Regions from separate parts of the Mus musculus genome. Here regions 2, 3, 4 and 5 are each linked to region 1. The links are chromatin contacts, called in public HiChIP or PLAC-seq and promoter capture Hi-C maps. All regions are on one chromosome and are shown on one strand. The core of a region is the stretch at or near the end of the contact, and the rest is flanking DNA. Distances in the headings are between cores, read along the strand shown.

Evidence for each region. Promoter capture Hi-C pulls out the DNA fragments that hold promoters and counts their contacts. HiChIP or PLAC-seq counts read pairs in DNA pulled down with a chosen protein or histone mark. Capture Hi-C pulls out chosen DNA fragments and counts their contacts.
Region 2: a promoter capture Hi-C map of liver shows a contact between it and region 1. The contact joins the promoter of Wdr27 here to the promoter of Fam120b in region 1. A contact is called at or near these places in 11 of 39 promoter capture datasets (the C10 cell line, the HPC-7 cell line, cranial neural crest and 7 more), 5 of 484 Hi-C or Micro-C datasets (B cells, CD4 T cells, CD8 T cells and 2 more), 5 of 115 datasets of contacts at active chromatin or transcription factors (bone marrow-derived macrophages, effector CD8 T cells, memory CD8 T cells and 2 more) and 3 of 9 other capture datasets (adipose tissue, liver and macrophages).
Region 3: a promoter capture Hi-C map of the HPC-7 cell line shows a contact between it and region 1, with 2.1 times the contacts expected there. The contact joins the enhancer-like site here to the promoter of Fam120b in region 1. A contact is called at or near these places in 6 of 39 promoter capture datasets (the C10 cell line, the HPC-7 cell line, neutrophils and 1 more), 1 of 115 datasets of contacts at active chromatin or transcription factors (memory CD8 T cells) and 1 of 9 other capture datasets (adipose tissue).
Region 4: an H3K4me3 HiChIP or PLAC-seq map of bone marrow-derived macrophages shows a contact between it and region 1, with 4 times the contacts expected there. The contact joins the enhancer-like site here to the promoter of Fam120b in region 1. A contact is called at or near these places in 12 of 39 promoter capture datasets (the C10 cell line, the HPC-7 cell line, cranial neural crest and 8 more), 1 of 15 datasets of contacts at CTCF or cohesin (the NIH/3T3 cell line), 1 of 484 Hi-C or Micro-C datasets (bone marrow-derived macrophages), 20 of 115 datasets of contacts at active chromatin or transcription factors (the 230-238 cell line, the HPC-7 cell line, the SCID.adh cell line and 14 more) and 4 of 9 other capture datasets (adipose tissue, liver, macrophages and 1 more).
Region 5: a promoter capture Hi-C map of liver shows a contact between it and region 1, with 2.6 times the contacts expected there. The contact joins the enhancer-like site here to the promoter of Fam120b in region 1. A contact is called at or near these places in 12 of 39 promoter capture datasets (the HPC-7 cell line, cranial neural crest, embryonic stem cells and 7 more), 1 of 15 datasets of contacts at CTCF or cohesin (the NIH/3T3 cell line), 1 of 484 Hi-C or Micro-C datasets (erythroblasts), 13 of 115 datasets of contacts at active chromatin or transcription factors (bone marrow-derived macrophages, craniofacial prominence, embryonic basal ganglia and 7 more) and 3 of 9 other capture datasets (adipose tissue, liver and macrophages).

The regions. Positions count from the first base shown.
Region 1 is chr17:15,394,794-15,397,684 of GRCm38.p6, reverse strand. Fam120b (family with sequence similarity 120, member B) reads right to left here and starts at 1,439. Exons shown (of 11, transcript NM_024203.3): 1 at 1,125-1,439.
Region 2 is chr17:14,941,632-14,944,522 of GRCm38.p6, reverse strand. It overlaps Wdr27 (WD repeat domain 27), which reads left to right and starts at 1,399. Exons shown (of 25, transcript NM_175173.3): 1 at 1,399-1,426. It overlaps 1600012H06Rik (RIKEN cDNA 1600012H06 gene), which reads right to left and starts at 1,339. Exons shown (of 2, transcript NM_026451.2): 1 at 1,204-1,339; 2 at 1-956. The coding sequence starts at 910. The coding sequence ends at 353.
Region 3 is chr17:15,741,723-15,744,613 of GRCm38.p6, reverse strand. It overlaps Chd1 (chromodomain helicase DNA binding protein 1), which reads right to left. Exons shown (of 36, transcript NM_007690.3): 16 at 2,295-2,457; 17 at 1,384-1,536. Among named protein-coding and RNA genes, the nearest start is that of 5830433I10Rik, 38 kb to the right of the region's middle. Within about 2 kb of position 1,458, at least 62 of the 459 cell types and tissues checked have an H3K27ac peak or open chromatin away from gene starts, as enhancers often do. A contact at or near this core is called in the HPC-7 cell line and memory CD8 T cells, where this site is marked.
Region 4 is chr17:15,107,464-15,110,354 of GRCm38.p6, reverse strand. No RefSeq gene overlaps it. Among named protein-coding and RNA genes, the nearest start is that of Gm35203, 23 kb to the right of the region's middle. Within about 2 kb of position 1,419, at least 102 of the 459 cell types and tissues checked have an H3K27ac peak or open chromatin away from gene starts, as enhancers often do. A contact at or near this core is called in bone marrow-derived macrophages, craniofacial prominence, hematopoietic stem and progenitor cells and 4 more, where this site is marked.
Region 5 is chr17:15,128,767-15,131,657 of GRCm38.p6, reverse strand. No RefSeq gene overlaps it. Among named protein-coding and RNA genes, the nearest start is that of Gm35455, 22 kb to the left of the region's middle. Within about 2 kb of position 1,452, at least 23 of the 459 cell types and tissues checked have an H3K27ac peak or open chromatin away from gene starts, as enhancers often do. A contact at or near this core is called in adipose tissue and liver, where this site is marked.

The DNA of each region.
Region 1 (2,891 bases), core at 190-2,689:
GAGCTCTGAGAATTCCAAGCAGTAGGGTGGGCTTTTCTACCCTGAAATGTCTCCCATACGCTAGGATCAATGCTTATTTGGAAAAAATAAATGAATAAAACCAGGGGCAGATGGATGTATTAAGTGAGATCAAGAACCAATTCACAGTTTATAGACTCCCATTATAGCCAGAGAGAGCGATGGAGAGAAATAATGCCTAACAATAAAATTAAAACTATTTATACTTGGTATTAAGTTCTGTAGCAACAATTGATAGCATTATGTGGAATGCATCCTTCTTACCAAGGTGGAGTCAACTCAGAAAGTAAATGAAATTAGTTTAGTATCTGCAACACAGAAGTTACAATGCTCTACCCAATGACCAGGCCTTTCTTTCAAATACCAAGCACACCTTGAAGATGGTGGAAATGGGGAGGGGAAAACTGGGACAAGAACACTTGCAAAGCAGCAACATAAGATAAATAGCAAGTTGTAAAGGCTCTATAATTATGAACAGAGGGGTGTTGTATTCACAGTACACTGAAATCAAGGACTCCGAAGCCAAAGCTTGGATTCGTGAACTTTTCATTATCAGTTCCATAAATATATCCAGACTCCAGTTCAGAGATAAGAGTAGAGTCTTTGAGTGTGGAAAATAAATGATTTCAAATGCTCTCCACGTAAGTTTTTTGGGGGGGGCCAAAGGTGTTCACAGATATAAACGTCTGGAAGACTGGCTGAACAGATATTTTTTTTAAACTGGGAGGTGCTATAGTCAAGGTGGGGGCAAGAGAAATAACGCATCAGTTGCTGGTGCCTTTCAAAAACAGGTAAAGAAAAAAGTAGCCAGGCGTTCGTACACTAACCTAATGTCAGTCGAGGTCAGGAGCTATCCTCTAATGGATGGGAGATAGGGAAAATGATGAGAGACATTGGACGTGGGTAACAGCAAGTCCCTAAGGTGGAAAGATCTGAGAGCATATGTAGGCCGAAATCAAACGGATGGTCCCCTCCCCAGAGGAACTCAACACAGCTGAGGCCCAGCCCCTTCGCCTCTCCATCACTTAAGGTCCTACAACCTCCCAACCTGGTTTCCAGTTACCAGTTCTTCCCTCCCCAGCCGCTACCAGAGTCTGAGAGTCTACCTCGCTGGTCCTCAGTGTCCTGCAGCTGGGCTCAGGAAGAGTCTCCACCCCGCTCCACCTGCAAGTGGATGGCTGCCTCTCCCCTCCACCCAGGGAGGAACAGCCAGGACGCAGAGAAGCCAGGATGCGGAGGGGCGTGGCCACGGCGAGGATAGTGGACTTGATGCTGGAAGGAGTCTGGGGTAGGGAGATGCGACAGCAGAGATCCAGGGCCGATTCCCCAGCCTGGCCTACCCAAAGCTCAGCAGTGGCCGCAGACTGCGTCAACCAGATTTCAGACCCACAGTCTACGGCGTGCTCACTTCCGCTTCCGTTATTGAACTTCCGCCCGGAGAAGTGTCTGGTTAGACAAAGTGAAGCTTGTGCTTATATAACTGGAAGTAAAGGACGAAGAGACGAAAGGGATGTAGTACGCAAGCGCTAGAGCGGGAGGCGAAGTGGGTGGCACCCAGGAAGAAGGAAGCTTTAACCCGTTGCCTAGCAACCGGGGAATAGCCTAGGACGCCTGCACGCCGCTGGATAGCCGGACTGGGAAAAGTGTGTTTGTCCCATAGGCTAAGTCTTCAGGCTGAGTGGCAGCCTGCACTAGCACTGGGTGCCTTGCTCCGGTAATGCACGCACACAGGCTGCAGCGGATAGTCACTGGAAACCCTTTTAAATGCCACAGACCACAGCTTGCAACCACGCAGAGTATGGGAAGCTGCGAGGATCCTGGTTTGGTCTTGAATCCCCTTAGGAGTACCAGTACTGAAAGGCGGCACAGCTTGGACAAGGAGCATCAAGGGCCGAGAGTCCACTTACAGAGTTGTCATAGGCAATAATGCTGGTCATTTTATTGGGTGAAGTGGCCATCCTTGTGGGCTACATTCAGGCTGTCTAGTATTTTGGATGGAAATCTCCAATAAGCTAAAGCATCCTTTGTGTCGGTAGCCCCCAACTTGGGGTGCTGGAAACATTTGGATCTCAAGATTACAGTTTTAGCTGTTGAGTCACAGCTTGTGCTAGCCTTATGGTAGAGGGGTTCTCTGCCTTTAGCTTTACAGCTCCAGGATGCGTCCTCAGCTGCCAGAGGTAGCAACTCGGTGACTTTCTGGGACTCTTTAGAGCAGCTGGCGCTTGCATTCAGTAGTGTTTTATCTTTTGCAGTTTCTGTTCTCCTCTATGCTATACTTTCCCAACACTCCCGTAGTCCTTCACAGTCTTAGCACTCCATGGCCTCTACAACAGCCCTCTATTGGTTTCTGTTGGGTGCTGTACCTGTTCTTTATGCAACCGACGCAAGCTACCCTACCCGGGATCAAGACTACAAGGAGGCATCAGTACCACTTGGAGTAAATTTTATTGGCAGCACAGGGGCAACTTGCAGAAAAACAAAGCAAAGCAAACAACCACAACAAAAAACTTTCTCCTGTATACTGCCATTGGGCTGGGGTCACTGAGTAGGGTGATCTAAGAGCCATCTCAAGGTGTCATGGTCAGTTTCCCAAGGCCATGAAACTGCTGGGTGGTGGTTGATTGTAATGGTTCCCCTGACTGAAACAAAGTCTCTGTGGCATCTACAGTTGCCGTGAAGTCTTCTCTGGACATTGGTAGCTAGAATAGAGCAGTAATCATTACAGTTGCCCTGACAACAGGCTGAGGAACCTTCAGGGGCAGCTACTTGATTGACAAGTCTCAAGTCTCCACAAAAGGTGAGACTAAACCTGCAACTGCCACCACCCTTATAGTGCCTCAGGTCTTCAGGGGTGGCAGCAATATCATTCAGTC
Region 2 (2,891 bases), core at 150-2,649, 450 kb after region 1:
CATTTAAATGTCTATAAATTCTACAGTCATCAACTTCTGCACCAGCAGTAAAGTTTAATCTGATTTATACAGCCTGTTACTGTAATCTTCTTACTCACCTGACTAACCAAAATGCATTTAAACATTTTATTGAGCAGACTCCTTTTTATAGGAATTTTAATCTCTAAAATATTGTGCTTGCTGCTTTTCCTGCTTGGGGAGTAAACTGAGGTAACAAAACTGTATGGCTTTATTTTTCCATCCTAGTCTAGAAAAAAGTAACCAGAGTTTCACCAGGTCAAGTAGCTAGGTTCGCAGCAAACTGTAATCGCTCTGTGAAAATAAGGGTTTGTGCTCCAGCATATTCAAGGGATCAGAAGAGAATTTCAAGCACCAGTTTCAAAATGCTAATCAATATCGTCCAGAGAACTGATTCCTCCTCTTGGGCTGCCTCTTCTGGAGCGTAAGCCTGCTGCTGACTGGCTCCTGTTGGGTCAGTGAAATAGGCAGCCTCTCCGAATGGGTACTGATCCACAGTTCTGTCATAGTATACCCTCATCTCAAAGTCGCTCTCATGGTGAGAGGGGTGTCCATAAATTCCTATCCCGACCGGTCGCTGGAAGTGTGCCGGTATAGAGACCACATCCTGGCCGCAAGTGACAGACTGCAGCTCATAGTCGTCGAAGCTCGGGTGCGGAGTGCTGTCCGACACGTACAGGTCCGCATCCCCTCTCAGGCTCTGCATCCTGAGAATAATTTTACCCTCATGGTTCAACCGCAAGTAGCTGTAATTCCCGGCTCCTATTTGGCCCTGGACCACGTGCAGAAGGAGCCACTCCTCCGGGACGTCGTCGTCTTCCAAACATTTTACCAGGGTCACCACCTGGGACGCCAGGATCATCAACAGGGCGCGCCTCCAGGGAGTAGCCATCGCTGGGGCACTCAACTCGGGGACTCCCTCATCTGCAGTCGCTGTGCTGGGAAGGTACGGGTGACAGGCGTGACCCGAGGTGCTCGTCCACGCAGACCAAGATTCGTGCACCTGGGTCCCGGGAACCGACGGTGGGGAAGGGGAAGGAGAGAAGGGATAAAGAGTAGGGAACAGCAGAGAGGGAGGAGCAGAGGAGGCGGGTGGGAAGAGGGAAGCGGTAAGAGGGACCTTAGGACAGGCCCCTGGGGGCGCAGGTGTCTGGAGAATAGCGAGGTCGCCAACCCCGAACTCACCGCCACGCCCCGCAGGCCACGCAGCACCCGCAGCACCCGGGCTCAGCCTGGAACTCGCCCCAGCTGGCGGAAAAGAGGCCGCGCCCGGAAGTGTGGTACTCCGGAAGCGAGGGCTTTTGGGAACCAACTCCGGCCTAAGGGACCGGAAGTGAGGTAACGCCAGGCTCTCGCGAGAATAGAGCAGCTTTCCCCCGTAACCATAGCGACGCGGCTGGCGTGGTCGGTGAGTTCCGGGGAAAGTGGGCTGGACGGTCGGTGAGGCTGCCAGGGATTGCAGCTTGCGACAAGCTCCCTTGAGGGGATGACTGGGAAGCCTGCTCCCGGATGGCGGAGGGCCGAGCCGCGCCCGGTCCAGCCTTCTCCTCCCGCGCCCCCAGAGCCGCGCGTGAGTGGCCTCCCTAAGCCCTGCAGCACAAGCCCCTGAGTGCGGGCAGCACCGGGAGGGACACTTTTGGATTTGTCTTAAACCATGACAGAAGGGAAATATAAATTTCAACATGAGAACTACTAGTAAGAAATGATTCCTCCCCCCCCCCCAAGCCCACAATTGCCATCACCCCACCCCCCACATTTTTTTGGGAAGTAATTTAGTAATTAGAAAACTTAGTGTACATTTAATCAAGTTTAGTGGCGAGTTCTTTAGCCTTTGCTTTTTCCAGCTTGGCAACGCGAGCCACAGACTTAGGGCCCAGCACGTTGCCTCCTCAGTGGCGACGGATCTCGTTATATCTGTGATTACAATTGATCCTAATAGCTTCCACCAGCTTAGCCAGAGCACCCTTGTCTTCCGGGTTAACCTATGTGAAGGCAACAGTGGTGCATTTCTTCCTGTGGACCAGGCGCCCCAACCTGGGCAGGACAAGCAGGAAAACCACCAGCTCAATGGGGTCTACATCATGGGCAATCACCACCAGCTGAGCCTTCTTGTTCTCCACCAAGGTGGTGACTATATTGACTCCTGCTCAATGGACAGGTGGTCTCTTAGTTGGGACGTCGCCTTTGCCAGCAGCTTTCTTCTCAGCAGGGGCCAGTAGCCTTTGCTTCTTTTGCGTTGTCTCTGGCCTGTACTTGTGGGCAAGCTGTTTGCCTGTCCAGGGCCTGGGTGAACTGGTTAATGGCAGGAGGGACTTTGAGCCGCTTGTAGAGGATGGCTCTTTGCCGCTGCAGCATGATGTAGCGGGGCCATTTGATGAAGCGTGTAAGATCTCTTTTGGGCTGGATGTCCTTCCCAAATGGCGAAATTCGTGGGCCTTTTCTCAAACTAAGGATTGACCACTTTTTTGGCCTCCTGGTCCTTGACACCGGCGATGCTCAGGGTCACCTTCTTCCCTTGGCTGTCTTTCCTTTAGGCATCTTGCTTGGCTGGAGGAGAAAGCATGCACACAGTTCTTAAGACTAGATTTCATGTCTGGAGACTTTTCCTGGTTTATAAATGGGTGGAAAGGCAAGAAGTTCTTTGTCTCATTTTACAAGAACACCAATCGCATCAAGGAGGTTCCACATTCAAGACCGAGATTACCTCCCATTGTCCCTCTGAGCCTTAAGACCATCATCACCTTGGAAGACAGAGTTCAATATGGAATATTTGTGGGAGACACATTTAAATAAGAGCATTAGGTAATACATGCAGTATAATGGCCCAAAAGTTCAAAATTAGTAGGCCAACAAAAGCAGGATACCAGTTACTT
Region 3 (2,891 bases), core at 209-2,708, 350 kb before region 1:
ATCTGTAAACATGGTGAATTCAAAGACAGCCTGAGTTATAGAAGAAAGGGAAAGTTAGAATTTTACTAATGTTTCTATATTACATTATATTGTACTTTTAACTCTGAACACTTTATTTTATTTTTGTTCATATGTGTATATGCACATATGCATGTAAATTCCCTCAGAAGCCAGAAGAGGGTATAAGATCCCATGAAGGTGGAGAGTCAGCTTGCTGTGAGCCACACAAAGGAAGTATTTGCTTCCATTTTCTATCTGTCCAGTCCCAAGAAAAAATTTTAAGGAAATAATTTTCAGTGGTTTAAGAACAGTGCTCTAAGCTTTCTTCCAAATCTAATTTGTGTTTCTTTTCCATTAAAATACAAATTGCAATTAATAAAACCTCTGCATCATTTACTGTGACATGACTTAAGTATAGCTCTCCACCTGAGGGTGTGCTAACGGTTCTTAACTACAGTAGCGCTGCATTCTGTTCCCAGTATATTACTATTACTGTGTTTTTATTGTGCTAATATCACCAACACATAAAGGTATAGTACTCCTACTTTCAAACTACATGTAGCATAGTGTGAGCAAGCTTCAACAGAGCGACCCTGTACACTAACTCTCAGTCTAACTCCTCTGCCTACAGTAAACATCCATCGTGTACCAGTCGTGTGCACAGAGAGTTAGCTGTACTCCCGGTACTATTCCAAGAGGCCAGTAAGACGACACAGTAAAAAGCCAGCCTAGGAACCTGAGTCCAAGCCCTGGAGCCCGAATGAATGTGGAAGGCCTGACTCTACAAAACTGTTCTCTGACCCCCACAAGAGCACCAAAGCACAAACACACATGCACACACCCTCACACGCATAAACACAAAATTAATGACAAAGAAATCACTACGAGGTATAATGTACTGAGAATAGGACCTGACCCTAACACTAAAACACTCATCGGTGTAGGTTTTAATCCCACTGAACAAACTTCACTGTGAATTGAAAGTAGACAGGATGTCAGCCTGTTCTTATCTGAGCCCTGCTCAACTTTTTTTTGGCAAACCACACAAAAGGCTTCCCACAGCACACAGAGCATTACAGCCCGACCAGCCTGCATGTGTCCAAGGACAGCTTCTCTTTTCAGACGTCATCTTACTTCCCAAAGCTTGCCCTTCAGACCCATCTTAGCACAGAAATACCACTTTAGTCCAGCTTTTAACAATATACAACATAAAAACAAAATTAAAATAAAATTTAGAGAAAAAAAATGAAACTTAGAAAAGTAACAAATGATTCTCTCAGTATGTTTAAGAGAAATATAATTTATATGCAAAATAATCTAAAAAGTGACTCAATAAAATAAGCCCAAGAATACAATGAAAAATAGAAACCAAGAAATGCTTACTTGAAAGGGGAACTGGCGGTACTTCAAATACTCTGCGAGTATGTCTAACATCCGCACCATCTGAGAGAAAATGAGCACTCGGTTGCCTCTTTCTCTTAGGCGAATCAACAGCTTGTCGAGAAGGATGAGTTTTCCGCTACTACGGATTAAGTGCTAAGGAAACAGCAGAGTACACCTATTACAACGTGGTAAAGCAGGAAACAGTCCAGAGCCCCACGGAATACTGCAGTTGTTTCTACTCTATCCAGTTTAGAGTTTAAGCTTTTCAGAATGCTGAAGAGAAAAGTTACTTTGGCTTTCAAAACTGTCTAGAGCTTTTCCCATCTTCCTCTATTACGTACATCAAACCTGCCCTAACCAGGCATAACAAGACTATTATTTCTGCTGTATCATTCTACTTGCCAGCTCTTACACTACTTCTCTAAGATTTAGCCAAAACAAACATACATTAAAAAAAAAAAAAAAAGCAACTAAACAAACACAGAGCAAGCAAACATATTCTTTTCTAATTCAGGGATGCTCACTCCTCAATGAACTACTGTGACTGAATTCCAAGTGTGTCTTCACGTCTGAACTGCCTCTCAACAGTAACAGAGGGGTAACATCTATGAAGGAAAGCCCTCCTTTAGGCTACTATTTACAGTCAGATTTAGCCATATCACAATCTCTAAGACACTAATAGATTTTGTCTGATAAATAGAAACAACTCACTGGTTTGAAAGACTATGTTTATAAATTATAATTTTAAAAGCTTTCATAAATACAAATAATAACACCATCACTTAAATGAAACATTAACCAAAGAGAACTTGACATGAATATATTATATTACTCTACTATTTTTATCCTAAAACTGAAATACATATTCTTAGAATTCTGCTTTAGCAATAGAAATAGTTAAAAAGTCTTACTTGTAAGGCCTCCTGTTTATTATAGAATTCATTATTATCTGGTGGTTTAATGAGGTAGCAATGGTTACAACATTTCTTTAGCTCCATCATAATGTTCAAAAAGCCTGAGGTACTGCCCTTGGAACCTTTGCTGAGGGCTTTATAATTCCTAGTTAAAATCCACCTTCAAAAACAAAAGACACATAAACAATATTCAGCAGATCACAAAGATAAATTGTGAAAGCTTAAAACCAGCATTAGTCATCATCCTGAAGCTCGTGGTTACACCCAGGATGCACTGAACCTCATATGTCAGACTCAGAACGGACACATGGGGCGGGGGTGGCGCACGCCTTTAATCCCAGCACTAGGGAGGCGGAGGCAGGCAGATTTCTGAGTTCGAGACCAGCCTGGTCTACAGAGTTCCAGGACAGCCAGGGCTACACAGAGAAACCCTGTCCAGAAAAACCAAAAACCAAAAACAAAACAAAACAAAAAAAAGCCGGACACATAACCTGTCTGATCCATCAACCACGTACCAAGGCTTTCTGTAGTGTAATAAAGACATTCATCATTTCCCTGAGAGCTGTGGACAGTGAGCCACAGCATCAATCTTCT
Region 4 (2,891 bases), core at 170-2,669, 290 kb after region 1:
CATGGGCAAGCAATTGGTATGTCCCACTCAGCTTGTCTGTTCCACCCGCTGCAAAGTTGGGGTGACAGAAGTGTCTGTAACAAAGTCCAACTTTAGGTCTCTGTAGATCAGCAGTCCTCAATCTTCCGGACACTGTGGCCTTTTAATACAGTTCCTCATGTTGTGGTGAGTCCTCAACCATAAAATTATTTTGTTGCTCCTTTATAACTGTAATTTTGCTACTGTTATGAACCGTAATGTAAATATGTGCTATTCAGGGGTCGTGACCCACAGGTTGAGAACCTCTGCTGTAGATGGTCCCACCACCATCCTTTCGTGGCATTTTAGAATTCTAGAAGACTCTCCTGAGGCTGTGACTTCAGGCCTGAGTTTCTCCATCCTGTAGATCCCTCGGTGGAGACCTCTAAAGTCAGAGGGAAAGGGAGGATCCCAAAACAGGAGGAGCATGCTCCCTTCTTCAGCTCAGGTCTCAGATTTGCTGCTTTCCCTGCCCAGGGACACTGAACTGCTTGCTACCAGTGCTTTCCTACATGACAGGAGGACTTTGCTGACACAGTCGCTACCCTGACCTGTTCGTATGGCCTCACCTGGCTTCTTTGGGCAGTGTGTGACAGGGGACTTACTAATAGCTTCCCACCTGAACCTCCACAGACAGGGGCAATGGTGAGGCTGTATTTCCTGAGTATTTGCTGGCATAAACACGGATAGCCATTGCTTTTGCCCACAGGGATGAGGACCCAGAGACTCAGGTGGGCCAGTGGCTAGACTCAAGTGTCAGAACTGGCGTTTGAGACTTCGCAGAATAACCCATCATAGGCCTTGAATACCCAGGAGGCCAAAGGGAGTTTCAGACTAAGGGAGATGTAAACAAAGCATGACCTGTAAAGATGGTCAAGTGCCTAGAGGAGAGAGAGACTGGCAGAGGACAAGGAGAAACCTTGTCCAGGGGCCAAGACCAGGCTGACACGCAGGATGGTAGAAGATAGGCACAGATCAGAATGGCAGGAAAAGAGAAGAATGCGAATCCTGAGCCTGTGACTGGCCAGCAACCCTCTCCACTGCCGACCCAAGCTGGCTTGCTAGATTCAGCCTGCACTTTGTGTACTCTGGGGGCTCATAAAATAATAAGACTCTCGAAGCCCCTCAGTCGAAAAGCTGGGTAAATGCAAGCATTATGATCTTCCCGCAACAGATGGGAGCTGTTTGGGATCTTTTATTTCTTTTCCTCTTCCTTGCCCCCCTTCTCCGGCAGCTATGGGGAAGAAGAATGCGGCATCAGATGATCCATCAGCCTGGAGCACGGCTGTGGGAGGAGGCTGGCTGCTCCCAGAAGGGCCCCCACCCCAGACAGCAGTGAACAGCCCACCGAGGAAGCCGAGGGTCATGGGAAAGGTCCCCTCAGATGGGGAGAGGCACACACTAAACAAACGCAGCCACACGATGCACACATTCAAACGCCACCCCGGGGAATATGTGCACATATGTTCTGTGCGGGTGAGGAGGAGGCTCCCAGCCTCCAGAAAGCAAGGCTTTAAAAAAATTCCATCAATCAGACTGCGGTCCTGTGAAGTATGAAGATTAAAACCACAGAGGAGACACGTGCTCTGCTCTGTCACCAGCTGCCTGTCTGAGACGGCTTGGTCACTTTGCCTGGAGACACACTGCTGTCCTGTCTGGGCAGAGAGGAGCTGGGAGAAACGGGAGGGTGAAAGGCAATAAATACCCTGGCTCCTGCTCATGTACCCTCTGAAGGGCCAGCATGGCCTCATGGTCTGTCTTCTCCTCCACAGTCCTGCACCAAGAAAAGCACATGGATCCATACCCTGAGCCTATGGCTGTGAGGAACTTGATGTGGGGCTCCATTTTGGCAGTGCTTCCTTTGTAAATGTGGAGTGGCCAGTGTATGCCCAGCTCCCACATCCTTCCTATGCACGAGCCTGCATGACCTGGCTCCATACACACTAACTCTCAGAATCCGCTTTTGCATTTAGATAAGGACACCCTGCTGATGAGACACTCCTGTGGGAAGACTGACCCTAAACTCAGTGCCTCAGACGCAGGCGCAAGGAAAAGGTGCTTGAAATGGTCAGTTCCCTGCAACGGAGCTCAGACGACATTCCCCAGTCCCAACCACCCCAGCAAGCTGATTGTCATCTATATCAGCATCACTGGATGCCCATGGGCAGGTGGGCACAGTGCAGCACAGCACACACAGGTGGACAGCTGCAGCATCAGCTAGGTACAGAGGAAAGGAAGAGCATATTTCATCAGGACAGGAAAGTTGCACGGCTGCCATCTTATGAATTCAGCACGATTAAATGGGGTGCATGGCCCATTGGTAGCCACCCCCTACTGTCTGCTGTGGAATTCTTTTTTTTTTTTTTTTTTTTTTTTTTTTTTTCCGAGACAGGGTTTCTCTGTGTAGCTCTGGCTGTCCTGGAACTCACTTTGTAGACCAGGCTGGCCTCGAACTCAGAAATCCGCCTGCCTCTGCCTCCCAAGTGCTGGGATTAAAGGCGTGCGCCACCACGCCCGGCTTGCTGTGGAATTCTTGTGTGTGTTTCCAGAGTGAACTCCACAGGACAACTGAAGGAAGTGCAGAGTTGTCCCCTGCCACCCAGGGTACAGGGGAGCTCAGAAGCACATGGTAGAAGTGATGGCTAAGCAAGCCAAGCTGAACTGTCCCAGTGACACTGCCATACTCAGGTTAGCAACAGCTAAAGTCAAGGCCAGCCCCTGCCTTACACCACAACTTCTGGTGTTTGCCAACCACCACTGGAGGTTTCATTAGCCCATGCCCCAGCTGGGTGCAGCAACGCAGGTTGTAACTGAGGGGATTTCCAAGCCTGCAGATAAGGTCTGTGGAGCACAGGCTATGCTGCATTCGGACA
Region 5 (2,891 bases), core at 203-2,702, 270 kb after region 1:
ATGGCCAAATGTGTTGAACTGTGTCAACCCGTGATTGTACATCTGTACACAGAGCTGGGATGTCCATGTGACTGACACATTCAGGCCTCGGCTCACGAGGCTGAGTCTGCCCTGTTCCTCTGCAGCCTGCCATGTATTGGGCTCTTTTTTTTTCTTTTTTTTTTTAAGGTGTGTTTGAAGAATGAGGAGATCTTCTCATTACCACAACCTCCCCAAATGCCAGACCAATGGGCTCTCTCCAAACACTTCACCCTGGAACCCCAGGAATCCAAGTGTTTTCCTGATACCTCTGTGGAGAAACATTCTGCAGCCATGACGGAGCAAAGAGAAACATGTAACGGCAAAGTCAAGTGTGAACTATGGAAGAAGGGCCCGGAAAAGCTGCCTTGGAGCTGAAACTCACATACTTAGGATGGAGCCTGCCGGTAAGCCACTATTGTAAGTGTGTGAGCTTCATGTGTCCTGGTTGGTGTGGCCATAGTGGAAGTGGACAGAGGTCTCCACAGCACTGTAATCTTCAACTATGAGTTGTTTGATCAGAAGTACTACCAAGTCATCGTGGCAGGGAGAGCCCTACAAACCAGGGAAAGCCAACCAGCTGTTCTGATACCTGGTAATTAACAGCTTTGACTCCTAGAGGGAGAGCCAGCAGACCCAATCTTGCTTATGATCTTGGCATTTCCCCGTTATGTTGAAGCTACACTTAGCTCAACCCAAGTGTGAAGTAAAGGGCTGGTATTCCTTCCTTGCGGCTGATAGTGGAGTCCCAGCCTTAATCAAAGACATCCTGCCTACCTCGCCTAAGTCTTCCCTCTATAACATGTGCAGGCTTCCTGAGGCTCTGTCATTTGTCATCTGCCCTGGAAGAGGGCAGTCCAGATGCATAGGGCCAGTTTCAGCCGCTTTCCACTCTCATTTGCATCTTCTGTTTTTTCCCAGGCTCCTCCCTCTCATCCTTGTCACCTCTAACATACACGTATGGTCACAGACCAGCACAGCTGTACATCCACCTGATGTGTGTGGGGACTGCAGGGGGAGTGGAACTCAGATCACCTGTGACCCTGGGCTGAGAGAGAAGCAAACACCAAGGTAGATGGCTCTTGGAGCAGACACCAAACCTCTAGAGAGCGGACCCAGGCTTGAGAAAGCACTCCGACAGGCAGGCAAGTAAACTGACTCACGCTGATTGGCTCTGGGAATGATCAGGCCCTGATATCTACAGTGTCACCAACTTCCCCAGGCTGTTTGCATATCCTCCAGGGCCTTAGGAGGATGGCCAGATAGGAGAACAAAAGGTAAGATCTTCCTAGAATCCACTCCACCCCCAATTTGGAGCTGAGTCTTCTGCCCACAGTGCTAGGCCTCTGGGCCATGGAAGGCACCCCAGTACAGGCCTTGGGCTCACAGAGAAGCAGTTTCATCACAAGTTTTCCTCAGAGGGTTCCAGATCCTCTGAGCTGGGCCAGGGCTGGAGGCCAGATGCAAGTGTTTCCAGAAGAGTCAGAGTCCCAGCCCTGCTTCGGTAGCAGCTTCCAGGGAGTTATTATTTTAGTGATAACTAGGAAAGAAATCAGGTCAGTGACACTTCCCCCCATTGTGAGCTCTTTTTATCAGGGCCTGGAAAACCACAGCAGGCCCTGGGGCAGAGTAGGGTCGAGGACAGGAAACACAGAAATGGTTTCAGCAGGTGAGGGCCCCATGCGTTGGGGCCTGGAACAAGCTGGACTTGACAATCATGGCATTGTCCTAACGTTTTGAGGTTCTCTTTTCTGAGAAGCTCAGAGCAACTCGCAGACAAAGCGTTTCTCCCCAGCTCCCAGGGAGAGGGGCTTAGAGGAAGTTTCGAGAACTTGTGCAAGTGCAGGGGGCAGTGGCTTGGGGAAACAGAACGCCTCTTAGATCCCTCAGCTTCAGGCACCACCACTCAATCATTTCTCTACTACCTGCAGATCTTCTGTGCTCTGATCATCCTATTTGAAACGTAAAGTGGTAACATCCCATTCCAGTATGGGACATGCTGGAAGCTCAGAAGCCCCTGCAGTTGGCACCTGTAGACAGGACAGAGGATGGTCCTCTCTCTACACTTTAGATGTCAGAAGGCCCATGTGTGTTGACTGAGCACCAAGATGGACATGCAGCTGAATCTCTGGTTGAAGAATGAACAGGAAAGGGGACAGGAACTCCACAGGAAGACCAATAGACTCAACTAACCTGGACTCTCAGGGCTCTCCGTGTCCGAACCACTGACCAAAGAACATACATGGGCTGGACCTAGGCCTCCCCACAAATATGTAGCAGATGTGCAGCTAGGTCTTCATGTGGGTCTTGAACAACTGGAGCGGGGCTATCCCAAAAGCTATTGCCTGTTTGTGGGATATGTTCTTCTAGCTGGGATGCCTTGTCTGTCCTCATTGGGAGAGGAAGTGCTTAGCCTCATAGAAACTGGAAGTGCCAGGGTGGGGGAACACCCACGGAACCTCAACTGCTCAGATGAGGAGGGGAGAGGGTAGGGGAAGGATTGTGGGAGGGGGTGACAGTGAGTGGAATGTAAAGTGAATAAGTAAAAAAAAAAAAAAGTTCAATTAAATTCAGTTTAAAAAACAAGAAAGAACAAAAGGAAGGAAGGAAGGAAGGAAGGAAGGAAGGAAGGAAGGAAGAAAGAAAGAAAGAAAGAAAGAAAGAAAGAAAGAAAGAAAGAAAGAAAGAAAACACAAACAAGACCTGTCTCAAGGACACCTGGTAAAAGTGAGAGCTTGAATTTTCCAAGAACGGTTGTAGATTGGTGCATGATGGGGATTTCATAGATATGTGACAATGATGATTATGGAGGCTATTGTGTTTAGATACATTGTGACAGCAACCAATAAGTGTTAGCTATGCAATAGATACAG